Regions from separate parts of the Danio rerio genome. Here region 1 is linked to region 2. The links are chromatin contacts, called in public Hi-C maps. All regions are on one chromosome and are shown on one strand. The core of a region is the stretch at or near the end of the contact, and the rest is flanking DNA. Distances in the headings are between cores, read along the strand shown. Region 1 holds the start of lpcat3 (lysophosphatidylcholine acyltransferase 3). Region 2 holds the start of usp5 (ubiquitin specific peptidase 5 (isopeptidase T)).

Region 1 (4,449 bases), core at 1,161-3,660, 250 kb before region 2:
AAATTGTGGCATTTCTCTTCTTTCAAAAAAGTAATATTTCTATTGATTGTACTATACTTCTTTCAGTTTTGTATCTGTATTTGTTGAAATGTACTGTTGTCATTACAATAAAAAAATTAATAATAAAAAAGCAACGGATCAAAATTATGTCAGATCCACAAACAAATCTGAAACATCCCTTCCAGTAAGTTATGATGACATAATTACAACTCATTTTTTTTAAAATCAAATTAGTTTTTTGTAAATCGATCACATGTGTGTGTTACCAAATGGTAACACTGTGCAATAGTGAAACGTGCAATATTCCAATGGGTTAGCTAACTTTTAAGTTGTAACAATAACAACATGAAAACTAATAATATAATGTTAATTAGTCATGTGTTAATGACATTTAAATTATGGATAAAATTAATGGCAATACTAATTTTGAATAGATATCAATGCAGGGAACAGTGTATTAGCGAACACCACCATGTTCTATGTGTAACCCCGCTGGTCCTACGCCACCCATCCCGGTCCGAGCTGGGACCGATCCGGCAACCTTCCGCATGGGAGTCGGTTGCTCTAACAAGGAGGCTAAAGACCATGGCCTCTAGTGTCTATCGCTAGAGCACCTTTAGAGGTCAGAGGAGTGAGGTTTACCTGCACAGCACCTACTAGCTGGCCTCCGTTACATATGGTAAATGAAACAAGAAGACAGAACTGGCTCTTCCTGCAGATGAAAGTGAGGGTGAGATGGGTTTAAATGACCATGAGAATGAAGCAGACTGGACATTTGATAGAGACAGTTCAGGTAAGTTAGCTCTGAGGCTGATAAGACAGGCGTAGTATAGTATATAGTATAATATATAAACATTGTTAGCTAGTAGCTACATTATTCTGATGCATCTGGATATACTAGACTTGTTATTGATTTGCTATAATATTTACTGGAGAAAATATTTATATTTACTGTATGTTGGATACATGATAATACCATATTAGGATTGTTTTCAATGTTCAGCAAAAAAGAATGGAATAAATGAAAGCTGTTGGAATATGAGTTGTGGTATAAAGTATGTATGAGTTGCGTCATTTATAAGTTCTGTGTTAAAGCTCATAATGCTGCAACACCAATTCAATTATTTCAAACAAAAAAAAGATTAGGAAAGTTTTAAATTTGAAATTTCTAAGTTGGATCCACTGTTGGACGGTGTAGCCATTTGGCAACATTTCATAAAGTATCTTAAAAAAAGTTTTTTTTTTTTTCAAGTTCTTTTACAGCACTTCAAGTTAAGCCATTTTAAGAAAAGAAAAACAGTCAATATTTTTTTTTATTACAGATTTATCATAATGTAAAAGGAAAAGGACAAAAATAAAATGAAAATAATAACATTAATTCAATATTTCGGATTAAATCAGGCCTGTATACGTGTGCACAGAAATGAAATATGCAAAAAAAGTTCATATATATATATATATATATATATATATATATATATATATATATATATATATATATATATATATATATATATATATATATAATGTGTGTGTGTGTGTGTGTGTTTGTGTTTTAAAAAAGTGTGTGTTAAACCTTTAACTGCCAACCAAGAATTAGTATTTTTTTAACAAAATAGTTAATATGCATGTTTATGGTAAAAGTACAGAAATTAATAAATATACTATGAAAAAGACCAAAAAAAATCCAATTTATTTAAAAATACAGTCAAAATAAAACATTTTTGAAGCCTAAATCATCTTTATTTTCTGAAGTATGACATAAAATATTTCATTATTTTTACAATAATCCAAATCAAGTGTAGTAGTGCAACATGATTATGTTTGCTTGATTTTTTTAACAACCAACAATGCCGTGTGTGTAAACCACTATTTAAAACAGTCTTTCTGTAAATGACTTTAACAATCATTATTTAAAATAGTCAAAATATGGTCAAACGTTTGGTAGAACAGACAGTTAAAGGGTTAATGTACATAACAGTTTTAAGACGAACTAAACGAACGAAAAAGTAAATGAACAAAATATGCGATATAAAAGCACATTTCGAAGATTGAAATAATTCTAGTTTGCAACAGTTGTAAGATCAAAACAATAAAACGAAATCTGAACATTTGTGAATGCCGCGAAACAATGCACTGACAGTTCGCAGCATGTGGAGCATGCAGAAGAGGATTAGATCAGTGCAGCTGCCAGGAGGAGCACCAACACTAGAGGGAAGTGTGATAACGCCTTTATCATTAAAGTCAAATACAGCACAGACTTTACTGTCAAAATAACCAGTTCTTCAGATTGTGTATTTCATTATCAGCTATATTATTAGATATGTTACTTACATTAATAATATTTTTTTTCCTGAATGTCCGTTAAATCACGTGACTCTGATTTCGCGGCTCTTTCAGATGTTCGGCGATGAACTGAAATGGTACGAGTGTTGCGCAAAAAAGGCGTTTGCGACATTAGAGAGTGAAGGTCGCCGGGTTCTCACTGAATGGTGTGAGAGGTGGCGAGAGGAGGAGTAGCGGGACGGACGGAGTAAAGGGCTGCGCGGAGTCTCACGAGGCCACACACTCGCGGAAACCCGAGCGCAGCTACTTCCGCCCACACTAAAGATGGCGGCTCCCTTCATGGAGAAATTAGCCGAATATTTAGATTCACCCGAACCGGCCGTTCGGCTGATTTTGTCCATCTTAATAGGTAAGTGAACGGCGCACGTGTGCGGACTTTTCGGCTCTACGTAAAGAAGAAGTGCCGAGTTCTGCTGGGAACCGCTGGAAACGTGGACAGTAAATGTTAGGTGTAAAGTGTGCTCAGGTCACACAGCTGGCCAACCTGCCTCCAGCAACTCTAAAAACGCAGTGCCAGCTCCAGCTTTCTCCTTTCACAACGGCTCCAGCCAAAAAAAACAGAGGTCGATTAGGGTGACCTACATGCCAGGCGAGATTTCATGGTTAACTGCACTCACAACTAACTGCCAGGCAACTAGTTGAACTCATTCTGACAGCTGACTTCTCGCTGTGCAACTGTGTTTTGGTTTGCTGGACCTGCGGTTGGATGTAGGGTTTCAATGCAAAATGAGTTGGGTTTTGAAGGTCTCAGGTGACTCGTTGATAAGAGCAGGGGGTGTGAGGGCAGATAGCAGGCTGATCTGGACTTTGGCCAGGTGAATTTCAGTGGCCTGTTCTTCCACTTCAACCAGATGAATGACATTTGGGACACCCGAGTCTGTTTGCTCATTTGCATAATTCCTGTGAATTCACTGGTACATTGCTGATGTGTGTAAATGTGTGTGTTTGTGATGTTTTTCATGTGAATGGATCATTGTAAAGGCTTTTCTAGTGTTTATTTTGTTTGACTCATTTGTCAATGAAGCAGTGTTCGTTAATAATCTACTGGCAAAAATGTAATCAAGGACGGCTTTGTTTTTGTTTTTTGAACAGACGATTTTCTGCAAACTTGTTTTTAAGGATTCAACGATTATAGATTTTGGCAGCACGATTATAGTCTGAGGAATAATCATGGTTATCACGATTATTATGAAATTTTAATTTCAAAACACTACTTGTAAATCACATGCAAACTCCATAAATGTTAAAGTGTTGTTTATTGCTGCTTAGTAACCAATTAATAAAGCACAAAATTAAATTAAAACACAAACAGTAGTCCATTTCTCTTTGCACTTTAACATAAGTGAAAAAAGTTTTTGGCATTTGAAAATAAGGAATAATTTCACACTGAAAACAAATAACAGAACAATGCATAAATAAATCAATGTAAATCTAAGCTACATATTAGCTAAGTATTTGTCTTTTTAAGGGAACAAATGGCTGCTGAACCACTCTCTGAAAGGCACTTTTGATCTATATTACAAAATTGTTTGGTATTTTTCATAATTTTTTTCCTCTTTGGTGTAGAAATGTGTCTATTCCATACAAAGTATCAAGCTGATTATTCCAGTTTTTGTCACGCTGCGTTCACGGCATTCTTTCAACTAGGCGTGCCTAGAAATCACGCCTAGTTGAAATAGAAATAAGTTGCGGCATGTTTGTTCCGTGCAGAAATACAGTGTTGAGAAGCTTTTAGATTAATTTACCGTGACGAATTAAATCACGGTTAGTAGGGAAATCAGTTAGTCGTTGCATTACTACTTCTTTTACATTGAATTAGGACAAGTAAAATGCATTGTTTTTAATCAGGGTAGAGCTTTTATATTGTCTTTTATCATTTAGATAACATTCAACTAATGTTCTTTTCAGGAGTGGCACGGTCACTTAGTGGTTAGTACTGTCACCTCACAGTAAGAAGTTCACTGGTTCAAGCCCTGGCTTGGTCAGTTGGCATTTCTGTGTGGAGTTTGCATGTTCTGCCCGTGTTTGCGTGGGTTGGGTGTTCCGGTTTCCCCCACATGTCCAAAGACATGAGCTATAGGTGAATTGATTAAACAATTGGCC
Region 2 (4,703 bases), core at 1,457-3,956:
AGATAAGACAAAAAATCCTCTATCCTCATTTCAGCACATCGGGAAGATTAAAGTGTGTTTGTGGGCCTGATTTGACCTCCATATTCAGTGACTGTCCAATGTTCCTCCCTGTTGCTCTTCTTTGACTTTGTTCTTTGAAAATGCCTCTGGACAAGGAGCAGAACTTGTTTAAATTCCTAAACCAAAGTCACATGATGAAATACATGCTTGATATAAAAAAGAGGTTATTACCATTTTAGCTAGAAGATTAATGAATATTCTTCTAAAATCTAGTGCATAAACTTTTCAAACATATTGAGTGATATATAGTCTGCCTTATGTGGAATTGCTTAAATGGATTGTATGACAGTGAACTGGATAAATACAGGACAATAGTTTTGGTCATATTGCAGTTATTCAATGGGTCATTCTTGGTTTGGCTTTCTAGCCGGTTCTTGTGTAATCATAGAAAGAAAATTCTAAAAGGCAAAGCATATGTGGGAACTTAAGGATTTTTTTTGGAGAAAAGTGGACAAGAAACTCATGAAAAACAACAAACAAAAAACTGTGGGTCATCAGGGTAAAAACACAAGATGAAGTTGAACAGAGTAATTTTAATATAAATTCAGCTATTTCCTCTTCGATTATAATATTTTTTTTGTGAAATATCTTATTTAGGTCAGTTCAAATAAAAAAAACATGCATTATATACATTTAGTGCAATAAAATAATCAGTTAATTAGTACTATATATACTGTGTATACACTCACTGGCCACTTTATTAGGTACACCTTACTAGTACCGGGTTGAACTCCCTTTTGCCTTCAGAACTGCCTTAATCCTCCTTGGCATAGATTTAACAAGGTACTGGAATTATTCCTTAGAGATTTTGGTCCATATTGATATAATAGGATCACACAGTTGCTGCAGCTTTGTCAGCTGCACATCCATGATGTAAATCTCCCATTCCACTACATCCCAAAAGTGCTCTATTGGATTAAAGGATGGATAAAGGGATGGACATGGTCAGCAATAATACTCAGGTAGGCTGTGGCGTTGACTTGATGCTCAGTAGGTACTAATGGGCCCAAAGTGTGCCAAGAAAATATCCCCCACACTATTACACCACCAGCACCAGCCTGAACCATTAATACAAGGGAGGATAGATCCATGCTTTCATGTTGTTGATGCCAAATTCTGACCCTACAATCTGAATGTTGCAGCAGATATCAAGACTCGTCAGATCAGGCAACGTTTCAATGTCCAATCTTTTGTCGTGCAATTTTGGTGAGCCTGTGAAAATTGTAGCCTCAGTTTCCTGTTCTTAGCTGACAGGAGTGGCACCTGGTGTGGTCTTCTGCTACTGTAGCCCATCTGTCTCACGGTTGGACGTGTTCTGCATTTAGAGAGGCTCTTCTACCTACCTCAATTGTATATTTCAGTTACTGTTGCCGTCCCATCAGCTGGAACCAGTCTGGCCATTCTCCTCTGACCTCTGGCATCACAAGACATTTGTGCCCACAGAACTGCTGCTCACTGGATATTTAATCATTTTTGGATCATTCTCTGTAAAAACTAGAGATAGTTGTGCGTGAATATTGTAGTAGATCAGCAGTTTCTGTAATACTCAGGCCAGCCTGGCACCAATAACCATGCCACGTTTAAAGTCACTTAAATCACCTTTCTTCCACATTCTGATGCAGGATTTGAACTGCAGCTCGTCTTGACCATGTCTACATGCCTAAATGCATGGAGTTGCTGCCATGTGATTGGCTGATTAGAAATTTGCGTTAACAAGTACTTGAATAGGTGTACCTAATAAAGTGACCGATGACAAGTGTATAGCACAGATTGCATATTACTGAATGTTTGTGTTTAGCACTTGCATGCAAAAAATAAAGTCAAGTCAAGCACTAGTCAAAGACAGAATTTTAAAAAGGCTTGTTACGGTCAAAGTCATGAAACTTCAGTCAATGATGGATTAATTCTACCTTATACAGTCGGGCTCAACTACATTTTTTATTTTATGTAGTTTACCTGCCTCATGTTTTCAACAGCTGGTTTCACACCCATTAAAAACAAATTTTAACAATTTTTAGTTGTTGTGTGTAAAAAATTCCAACTGTTTAGTGTTGAGCTGCTTGTGTTTGCTGTTTTGCAACACAAGTGGCCTATATAACAGCGTACAGTGGATTTAGTGAGTGAAAGAACTGCTTAATTGTGCATAAAGAGTGCATGAAATTTGCAATCTGTGGCTAAGAGAATCTGGATTTGTTTAAAGTTTTGCTGGAAGGATTTAGAAAACTTGTCTAGGTCATTTAAAATTTGATTCACACAACGGGCTTTTTGTGTAAAAACTGTAAGCTGGTTGTGCACTTTCACTCCGAGCCGCACGAGGTCGGTATTCTTATTTACATGAGCTCAAAATTTCCGCTTTCTCATTTTGACAACTGTCATGGCTGCCGTATTACCGTAATACACAAAACACACAAGAAATCAGAATGCCGTTAAAATTCACCTTTACTGATAAAGTACTATAAACGTATCTGCTACACCATAAATTGTAAACTATTGTAAGAAATACCTTACACGAATGTGCACAGTTGCGTTTTGGTGGTCAAATATATTCAGGGTTGTTGAACAAAATATAAGGCGCTCTATTTGAGTGTTTACGGTGAAACACTTGCGGCTGTGATGAGTGCAGTGCGAGTGTGTGCAGCGCCCCTGGCCTCGAATGAACACACTGGATCATCAGCAGCAGCTTTTCATTGAGGGGAATCATAGAAACAAGGGGGCTGTCAGAGACTTCAGGAGCGGGGGCCAAAGAAAATCCAGGCGGGCAAGTGTGCGTAGGAAAGAAGGCAATTCCTGTTGAGGCAGAGATGACGGAGGTTAGCGAGATATTGATGTCGGTTCTGTCCGCGATTCGGGTTCCGAGGCCCGGGGATCGTGTTCACAAAGACGAGTGCGCTTTCTCCTTCTCCAGCCCGGTGAGTCCAGCAACCGCACACTCATCTTCACTCCGGGCATTTTTGTTTGCATAAGGCTGCTGAATTAGTTTTGTTTTCGTAAAGCCGAATGTTGGCTAACTCTCGCTCATTCAGTTGATAAGTTTGCACTATTTTCCCTTCATTATGTCAGGCGAGTCATCACCGCACTGTTGACTCTGCACTCTTTGGGTCACACCCCGAATAAACCATTCATTTACCTTCCTGCAACTTTTAAATAACCACTTCAGCTATCTGAGAGCTAATTATAAGGCTAAACCCCAGCTATATGCTGGTTTGTCTTCTTGAGAAGTCTGTATCATGCGCGTGAATGTTGTTTTGTTGTGCGCGCGCGCGAGACAGGCTCGCTGAGCGCGTGTTGCTGACCCACGGTGTTTTGCTAAAACAACTCTTTTCAATTGTTTTAGGAGAGTGAGGGGGGCTTGTATGTCTGCATGAACAGCTTTCTCGGATTTGGGAGTAAATACGTGGACCGACACCATGCCAAAACTGGTCAGAGAGCTTACCTGCACATCACCCGGACCCGGAAAACACAGGTAAGCTTAAAAAGGAAAGACAATGCGAATCCTCATTCGTGCAAACATTGTTTAAGTAAATGTTCGTAACTATTTAAAGCTACCATAAAGTCAACAAACGGAGTTGTATAATATTGGTGTCAGACAGGTTTCCTGAACACTCCTCCAGATTTCATTGGCTAGCCAAACAGATATTTCCGCCCCAAACACATGCCATTGGTTCAAATTATTTTAGATTGGCCAGGGCAAATAGAACATCAGTTCAAGTGTATGGCTGTTTCTCAATTCCAAGAACACAGACAACGGACTGGCGTTCTTGTGGAGACCGGTCTTGCCCAAGTGGTGCTCGCTGCAGAGCCATTTGGGCGAGCTGAGCTCCAGCGAGGGGGAGCTTGAGCTTGAGCTCCACCTTTTTTGCACTTCTTCTACGAGTGATGTCACTGGGGGTGGGGTTAGGGGTGGGGTTGGTGTACGCATTAAAACAGCTTTCAGGAGGCAGAGCGAGAGCTCATGCTCCCCCTCGCTGGAGCTCAGCTCAGCTCTGCTCAAATGGCTCTGCAGGGAGCACCCTCTCGTCTTGCCAGGTCACCTCAGAAGAACGAACTCTGGAGACCGAGAAAACACAGAATGTGTCCTATGAGAAATGAGATGCTGCGTTCTTCCTGATGCTGGTCACTAAAGGATGCTGTTCTTTATTCAGCTGCAATGACTTCTGGGACTTCTCAAGCGAGTTTTCCACTAAAGTCTGCATCGATGCATCCTTGATTTCAAGAATACATCCGGGAACATTTACGTATGCTCTGTTCTTGCGGTCTTAAGTTTTAGAAGTGAACTTTGGCAGTTGATGATGACGTTACATGAGGACACAGGAACGCATATTGAGAAACAGTCTATCTGTCTGTGAACTGCAAGTAGTAGAGGCATATTTTGCAGTTATCCCATTGAACCATACGAGATGTTGTTGGCAAGATGGTGGAAATACTTTCCAGAGATTTTCAGCAGAAGTTTTCATGCGTTTTCTCCAAATTTATTCATAACCTAATCATTTGATATAATAATTCATTTAGCAACTCCACTCGCTGACTTCATCCGTTTTCTTATGACAGTTAACCTACTTGGTGTTGCTCCCTGATGTTACTAACAGTACAATGGTGAGCCCATCAAAAGCAATTATGAATGCTTTGCAACTCGCAGCTTTACC

Evidence for each region. Hi-C and Micro-C count contacts between places; a contact is called where the count stands out from the background.
Region 1: a contact with region 2 is called in a Hi-C map of hematopoietic stem cells, with 4 times the contacts expected there. The contact joins the promoter of lpcat3 here to the promoter of usp5 in region 2. A contact is called at or near these places in 3 of 18 Hi-C or Micro-C datasets (caudal fin, hematopoietic stem cells and an unstated tissue) and 1 of 4 datasets of contacts at active chromatin or transcription factors (embryo).

The regions. Positions count from the first base shown.
Region 1 is chr16:12,581,705-12,586,153 of GRCz12tu, reverse strand. It overlaps lpcat3 (lysophosphatidylcholine acyltransferase 3), which reads left to right and starts at 2,410. Exons shown (of 13, transcript NM_001316738.1): 1 at 2,410-2,695. The coding sequence starts at 2,611.
Region 2 is chr16:12,332,830-12,337,532 of GRCz12tu, reverse strand. It overlaps usp5 (ubiquitin specific peptidase 5 (isopeptidase T)), which reads left to right and starts at 2,706. Exons shown (of 20, transcript NM_214755.2): 1 at 2,706-2,969; 2 at 3,395-3,523. The coding sequence starts at 2,862.